Regions from separate parts of the Anas platyrhynchos genome. Here region 1 is linked to region 2. A link is a contact called in public Hi-C data. All regions are on one chromosome and are shown on one strand. Each heading gives the region's core, a stretch centred on a gene start, on an enhancer-like site or on the middle of the called end of the contact. The rest is flanking DNA. Distances are from core to core; before and after follow the strand shown. Region 1 overlaps LIPC (lipase C, hepatic type). Region 2 holds the start of LIPC (lipase C, hepatic type).

The links. A called contact is a pair of places that touch in the nucleus more often than the background predicts.
Region 1: a Hi-C map of skeletal muscle shows a contact between it and region 2, with 2.2 times the contacts expected there. The contact joins the enhancer-like site here to the promoter of LIPC in region 2. A contact is called at or near these places in 2 of 8 Hi-C or Micro-C datasets (liver and skeletal muscle).

Annotation. Positions count from the first base shown.
Region 1 is chr11:7,695,972-7,700,117 of IASCAAS_PekinDuck_T2T, reverse strand. It overlaps LIPC (lipase C, hepatic type), which reads right to left. Exons shown (of 10, transcript XM_013104950.5): 5 at 3,833-3,950; 6 at 1,567-1,800; 7 at 1-101. LOC140003397 (a long non-coding RNA gene) reads left to right here. Exons shown (of 5, transcript XR_011811925.1): 2 at 1,055-1,183. Among named protein-coding and RNA genes, the nearest start is that of LIPC, 62 kb to the right of the region's middle. Within about 2 kb of position 2,022, at least 2 of the 8 cell types and tissues checked have an H3K27ac peak or open chromatin away from gene starts, as enhancers often do.
Region 2 is chr11:7,633,925-7,638,069 of IASCAAS_PekinDuck_T2T, reverse strand. It overlaps LIPC (lipase C, hepatic type), which reads right to left and starts at 1,797. Exons shown (of 10, transcript XM_013104950.5): 1 at 1,353-1,797. The coding sequence starts at 1,389. It overlaps LOC140003397 (a long non-coding RNA gene), which reads left to right. Exons shown (of 5, transcript XR_011811925.1): 4 at 47-107; 5 at 919-1,411.

The DNA.
Region 1 (4,146 bases), core at 773-3,272, 62 kb before region 2:
GTTGCACCAGTATGCTGTGCTTTGCTTGTCGTTGTGAAGCAGAGAGTCGATGAACAAATGAACTGACCTCTCATGGGCACATTTCACGGTTTGAGTGATGCCTGAAAAAAACATGACCAGTAATTTTGCATGCCCTTTTTAGCATTCCAGCTACAGAGCAGCTAACTGTTCGTATATCTTACTGTTCTTCTCACATCCTTCGTGCTTACTAAAACCTCATGAATTTGTCTCAGAAATCATACATGTAACAACCATACTTCTGGGATCATCCAAAGATAGCTTGACTGAACCAACAGGTTAATAAAATTGAATAATTTGCTGCTTAAATTTTAGTCTGCCTGTACAAGACTCTAAATATGAGCCTTGATTTCATTGTCATGGCTGTTCAGTTAATAATGAAATACAGTATGAGACTACATGCAGTCTTTCACCATACAGTATTAAAGGCAGCAATCTCATTCTGAATGATTGAATACTAACTTTTGGATGCTTACATGGTAAAGTCATTTTGGCCCCATCAGATTGACAGACTAATGTTGAATTTTGCTAGCTGCTACTACTGGGGAAAAAGCAAAAAATGTATTAAATACATTATATGTATTAAGTACATAGATATGCTTTTAAGACAAATATATGTTTTCCTCTTTTCCTAAAAGGAAATTTTACTTTTAAAAGATTTCAAATTAGAATTTAATGTTCATTTTTAATTGAAAAAAAATAAAAATCAAATGAAAAATGAAAAAAAAATCAAATTATGAAAGTTATTCTGTGCAATTAGGATATGTCACTGTGGATTTTTTATACACGTCTTCACTGATAAGCTTTCTAGATTTTCACATGTACTGTGAATTATTTTCTAAGATGGTCTACTTTTATATAGTGTGATATTTCAGAAATTTTTGCAGTGTGTTATGCTGCTTGTACTCTTCTTTTTTTGTTGTTGTTGATGTTTGTTTGTTTGTTGTTCAGTGAAAAGTTCTGTTTGTCACAGTGCATCAGTACCTTTACCTTTTTTCAGTATGTTGCATCAGTTTCTCTGTACATTTATGTTCAGGTACATTGGAACTCATCTTCTATAAATATAAACCCTATAAACCTGGAACGCTGGTAGTTGAGTCCCAGAAAAAGCATCACCCGCTGTGCAGTTGAAGGACAGTGACGTGGGAAAAGGTGAATAAAGAAGGTGAGTAGTACAGCCCTGTGTCTTGATTTGAAATAATTAATTGCACACTAGATGAATCTGGCGTAATTAGAATAACTTTTCTCATTTCCTCTACCACCACAACAAATACCTTTTGAAAATTATTCAAAAGTGCTTGACACCATGGTGCTCACTGCCTGATTTTCAGAAGTGCTAGGCAGCCACGTTTCTTACCAGTCAGTAAGAACAATTTGAACTCAATACATGTAAAAATCACCAAATTCTAGAAAAGAAACTTCCTTGCATATAAGGCAAGACAATTCTCCCATTAGATACTGTTTTAAGACCACAGGTCTATGCAGTTTCCCCCTATGCTGTTAGTCCAGCTACAGCGCTGCTTCCCTCACGGCCCAATTGGTTCTTACCAGTGATTCCATATTGTGCAATGTGGTTGTAGACATGCATAATGTGACAGCCAGGCTGAAAGGTGCCTCCGTTGGGATAAAAGTCAAAATGGGCCACAGGCTGTTTGATGCCAACGCTGAGACCCATGTGCTGTTTAGTGAATGTATGAATTGCATCTACGAAGTTTGCATCATCTGGAGATAAACGGTCTGTTGGTGACATTCCTTCAAACAAGGGGCCAGCAGGGTCAAGGCCTACAATAAATGCAAATAATCCAATTGTGATGTAGTACAGATGGATTTTTCCTATACTGTTTTGAGAAAAGACTCTGATAAATATTTAAAAACATACAGTGCTGGTAGTTTACAAGGTCTTTGACTGACAAAAACAATGGTAGGAACACTTGTACTGTGTGGTGTACATGGTTACACCAAAAGGTAAAATAAACACGGGTGCTGTAATAAACAGTAACTGCTGCATGCACAAGGACACAGGCTCAGAGATAGATGTGTTTGTTATAGACAAACCATGCTTGCTACTGCTTTGTCTTTTGAGGGATGTTTACTTAATTTTGTTCTTTGATACTCTAGAGGTCATGCATTTCAGAGGCTCTTTTGAAGACAGCAGTCCCACAACAAGGGTGACTTTTAGCCCACATTTGAGACTTGTAATTTTATAAAACTTCACTTTTTGATTCAAGAGCTCTGTCTGGTAGATGCTGTTTATAATAGTTTCTCAGTGTTAAAAGATTTCAAATTATTACAGTGTTCAGGAAAATAATATTCCAGTTAGAGATGTTGATTTTAGTCTACTGGATGCTTCTGTATAGGGCCCTTTTTGGGAACTGATTTATGGAAAAAGATTTCCTGTGTAGTTTAAAGCTGCTTTTTAGTTTTGAGAAGAAGCGACTAAATTTGAGATTCTTCAGCTGGTATTATGGAGTAATGTATTTGCATTGATGTAACAGGACAAGACTAATAGCAGAGGATACAAGTAGAGATGCCACCCCGAAGTCATGCCTTTTCCTTTTAATAGCTTTAATCAGTATGATTTTTTTTCAGCTTGTTACAAGTTGGAATAATTTTTGATGAAAAATGCATAAATTTGTAATAATAAATTAATGGTTTTGTTTAGCCATTATTAAGGCTTTATGTACTAATATGGTCTGAACAATCAGTGCTGCTGAGCTCAAGTTCTTCAGTGCGTACACAGGTGTAATATCATGACATATCACATAAAATAAGCTTCTTGGCATGCAGGCACCATCACAAGAACTGACTGAGCAAGGGACTATGGAATGGTGAATCAGGTCACAACTGGGACTTGAAGCTATCCAAGGGAGGTAGGCCTGGGGAAGGCAGCTTGAGCTGGAGGCGGGACTACTGAGAGTAGCCAAGGTTGGGTGGAAGCTTGAAGTGGATGTTACCTTATTTCTAAATCTTTCATTGTAATGGCAAACCCCAAGAGGGACTTGCGTTTGGACTTTAGATAATGTGTGGATTATGTTTTGGTCATGCAGGGGCACAGTATCAGATACTATAAGTTCTTAAGGCCAATTAACACGAAAGAGATTTTGTTTCAGGAAGATGCTCAGGATATTGTTCTCCAGATAGTTTGGGGTTATTGGTCTGACCCAAACCTTGGATCTAACTTTTTGTTTTGTTTTTGTTGATGGTGGGTTTTCTGTTGTTGTTTTGGTTTATCCCCCCATTGCTTTTTTCTTTTATTTTCTTGTGTACAAATTAAAATGCTGCATTTCTAATCTCTTCCAGTATTAGATCATGAACGAATGCATCTATCTTTAAGGGAACAGTAAAGTTATTTACATTCTTCTGTTTATTAAAATCAATCCTCGTTAAATGCTTTCTTGCAACACACACAAGGTGGTAGGTATTTACAGTGCATGCAGTTAGTTGTAAATGGCTTTCCATGCATGGTTTCCTTGGGTTTTAAAATATTATGCAAGTGGATTAAGTTGCCTATCCATGTGAGTATTTTAACTTTGGAGAGGATGCTGTTAGAAAAGGTGTCTACATACATTAATTTAGCTAGGGCCATGAGCCTAAAAAGACTTCATAAATTAAATGCAAGCTTTTAGCCAGCAGCTATAGGTAAATTTCCAGCAAAAATAACACTGTCAGTGTGATTAATAAAAATAGGATTGAAGAGTTCTTAGTTCTAATATAAACTATAATATGCCAAATATCTGTGTAATGTATGCAAAGAAATCAGTTGACTATTAAGCTTATTAAAGTAAGTAGTTTTTTGTTTTGTTTTGTTTTTTACCTGTAATTCTTCCGATCTTGGTTGTACCACTGATATAACTGCCGGCAAACCCTGAAACATGAGCTCCTAGGCTGTACCCAATTAGATGAACATTGCTTCTGGAAAATTGAATGGATTCCTGGAAGATAATAGCAGCTTGATTTAGATGGAGAAAATGTAAAAAGTAAACTAATAAACTAGTTACTACAAGGCAGGTATACCATGAATTATAACCCAAGAAATTTGTACATATGTTGATGCTGGAGGTGAAATGAGGTGTTTGGATCATGCACTAAATTTCTTTGCTGGCTGCGTGTTATTCTTTGCCTCCTTCT
Region 2 (4,145 bases), core at 548-3,047:
TGCATTGTTTCTTAAGGTTCTATATTTTCTTCTGATTGTGTTGCAGCTTCTTTAAAAAAGATCCATACTCTGCCTGGAAGGTGAGAGAAAGACTGAGACAGCGTAAGGTATGAACAAGAGGCTTTTACCCACTTATTCTTCATACAAGTAGAGATTGTACTGGAGAGGTTTTTTTCTTGAGTAACTTGAGTTAAACAAGTAGAAGGCAGGGCTGGGTTCCCATTCTCCCATTCTGCTAAGTGTAAGCAGCTCCTTTCTCCTTCACTGAGTTGCAGGCTTATGGTCAGGAAAAATCAGAAATTTATTCCAGCACCAAAGCTGCCACTGAAATATATTTTTAAATGGATAAAAGTCAGTTTAGTACTTAGCAAAACTAAGAAGATAGGACCTTCTTCAGAGAGCTGGTGATGTCTTGACACAGTGCTGTAACCCAGTGGCACTGCCAGTACAGGGTCCTGGAACTGCAGTGAACAAAAAGTCACACATCCTGTGCATTTTAGCAGTCAGAGAGACTGCAGACCATTGTGGATGGTCTCCTAACCCTTACCAGAACAAAAAGTGTGTTTAGAGAAATAAAAGTCATCTTTGAATAGGCTGCTATGAGTAAAACGGGTTCACTTTTCAGCAGAATTTATTTGCTATGAATAATTTGACTAGCTTTGTTTAATTGGCAGACACAGCATTAACCAACCATATCACATATCCCACAGGCTCTGAATCATGTTAGAAGCCTGTTGCACTGTTAAATGATCACTAGTTTTCCTGTTTCAACAATTATTTTAGTTAATCTTGCCAAGTATCCTTCCATTGATGGCAGAACATAATGTTAAATATTTTAAATTACAAAATATCTTTAGGATGGTGCCTGAACAGCATTTACCTCTCTCTCATCTTGGACTTTATTACTTTATCTTTCAGGAAAAAAACTTCAAAAGAAAATATAGAAAACTCTTAGTAAACACAGTGAGTACATTACTAACAATTTCAACAGAATTACAGATTCTCATTTTGATTTTCAATAGAATGTAGACATCTTAATCACATAGGAAAATCAGCAAACCCTGCAATATTTGGGTCTGAGAGTGAGTCAGTTGTTGATTGTTGACTTGAAGGACTGAACCTGGAAATTAAAACTAACAGTAGATTCCTAAGCCTCTCACGTGAACCAATTTGTGTTTTCACAAATATTCTCAGTCATATGTGACAAGGAATCTTATAATAAGGAATCTAATTTTAAGCTTTCATTTCTAATATCTCTGTTAAAAAAGCAGCTTGGTAAACCAACAAGTCTGAACAGCATCCAGACCACCAGGTATTTCTCATTACATTAAAAAAAAAAAAAAAGTGCTTACCTTGTGCCTTACTTGATGATATGTTCCACTTTAACATAAGCTTTTTTTGTAAGACGAAAGTTGAAAAAAGACTTTAATGAAGATTCACTCCTCGGGAACAGTGAATAGATATCACAAGCTAACATTTCTCCGTCGTATGTCCTCTTCAACAGAGACACAACTCCATAACATATTTGAGTGCTTGGTTTTGCAAAACTGGCATGTTCTTAAAAACGTTGCTAAATAAGATCATTGTGTACTACATTCATGTGCCAAAATACACATCCCCTATATATGTAAGACACATACGCATTTAGGCATCCAGGACAGGGTCTCAGAATTGGCTTTTTAACTTTAAAAATACAGGCCTCTATTATGGGCTAAATGCTATTCTCTCTATAAGACAACCATAACATTTGTGTACCCAAAATCAGCAGAACTGGTTCTCTCAAATTATAGCAAACTATCAGAAACAGAAGACAGAAAAGATTTAGGCCCAAATCCGGGCCATTTATAAGTCAAAGGCTGATTTGTCATTCCCTTAAAATAGACTGGTGACAGTCTATTTTAACTGATTACAGTACAATTACTTTGTACTGTAACCAATTACTTTGAAGCTGACTTTAGAGCAGAGTACAGGAACTGTGTATGAGATAGATCACATTTCCTGTTATGACCACAGATGCATTAGCTGGTATGCAGATCAAATATGCACAGTAGTCTTCTATATACTGGAACTCATACGGTAAAACAGGTCCATGTAATCAGGCAGGAATTTGGAAGGATGCAAAAATAAAAATGAAGTCCTAACATGGGATTTAATTGATTGGATATAGGGGCAGGTACAAAACCACTGCTCAAGGAAAGGCTTAGACAGTATGCAGAAACAGTTGGAGTGGTCTTTGTTGCCTTAGCATCAATTGTGACTGAGAATATTGTAAGGCTGTTTTGCAGGATCTCATGAAGGAATACCCTGAAAAGCATAATTCTGTGGAAGCCCATCAGCCTGGATTTAAAGACAGAAATGTTCTACCACATTAATTTTCTTGCTTTCTTAGAGGATACAGTGTCACAGCTGTGGCCAGCAAGGACGATACGGGGGATGTAATGCAGAGCGTGTTGAAATAAAAGAATACGATTCTCTGCTTTAGTAAGAATTGCACAGCAGGAGAAAAAGCATGTAATGGATAAAAATCCATCTTTGAACAGGATGCTGAGTGTGATGATTAGAAAATGGGACATTTCCTTAAGGATCTGAGAGAGCTCTTCCATTTATCACTGCATCTAATTGTAGGTGATGGAAATATCAATTTTAAAATAATCAATTGCTTATGAAACCAACATCGAATATAAAGAAATTGCGGAATATTGTGAATATATCCTAGGAGATTTATCTTTTAAAGATGATAGTGGAGCAAGGTGATCAGTGAATTCCAATACACACAAACTTAAATTAGGACTCCTGAGTTTGTATAAATACATACCGCATGTATTAAGAACATGTTCAGAGTAAAACAAAACTAGAGGATTTTAAAAATTCGGTCTGCTTTAATCTTAAAAAAAAAGCACCTGAACAGCTGTCCCAGTGATTTAGAGGAATTAACCCTATTGAGGGTTTGAGGGGGAAAAGGGCTTAGCTGAGAGGTACTGAAAAATATGTTTCCTAGTCTAGGGAAATAATGCAAAAATGATGCTTGGCTAACACACGGTCATTGCTCTTGTTTGCTTTCTGAGGGGATTTTGCGTTTTTTGTTTATATGATGGAAATCATGAGTGTTTAACCACAGTCCTGGAGACTTTGCTCCAGCACAAAATGTTCACCCCTCCAAACTGCGGGCGTGGCATATCACTTTCCACATCTCATACAGTTTTTCTCCTGTTGGGAGCCCAATCACTGTGTATTTGCAAAGCAAAGTGCACCGAAGTCTCAGTCTCTAAAGTGCTTCAGAGCTACAGCTCTAGCAGAGAGAATATTCACGCAGGTGGGAAGGAAATAAAAAGTAAGGAGGGAGAAAAGACAGAGGAAAAGAGAGGAGGCTGAATGAAAATATTTATCTGGATTTAGTGGGATAAATACAGGCCACTTCCCTAAGTAGACACTGTTCTACCTCTCCAGATTTCCTGACAAGACAGGAAACTCAGGTTTATTGTTAAATTCCTATCTGTGGACTTTACTTCCCCCCTGTACTGCCCCCGTGTGGCCTTAGTTCCAGATCAGAGGTGTAAAAAATGGTTTGGGAGCAGAGTGAAGTCAGTGGCGTCAGATTTTGGACATTTGGATTCAGGTGCTTAATTTGGGGTATTTTAACCAATGCTGCTGCTCTTCTGGGCTAAAATCTCTTGCTGAAGATTAGAATCTGTTGCAGTTTGATCCGAACAGTAAGTCTGATCCTCAGCCCGGGTGCCCTGCCAGCAGGCCATGCTGGCAGCTAAACACCAGTGGCCTGCCCTATGCCTTAGCCTGGGGATTTGTACCCTGGTTACTCTTTGTGTGGCTTGTGTGAAATGAGCTGGTGGCTCCTGTCCAGCACAGGAGCCGGGCGTTTGTGTCACTGAGATCAGTAACTCCAAGCAAATGGCACGGCTGGCACAATTAGATTGCTGTCAAACAGCGAGCAGAGAGCTGAGGGCTTTGGGGCACTGGGGCTGTGCCGCTTCCAGGCATGCCTCCTACACCGTGGTGAAGTGAACCCCCCCCTAATTACAGACAATGCTGAATATATTTCACTGACCTAGAGAAGATTTTTTGTCTCCAACACTCACTTCCTTGCACAGCTCTAAACTTTCAAGAAGCACAAAACAAAATAAAAATAA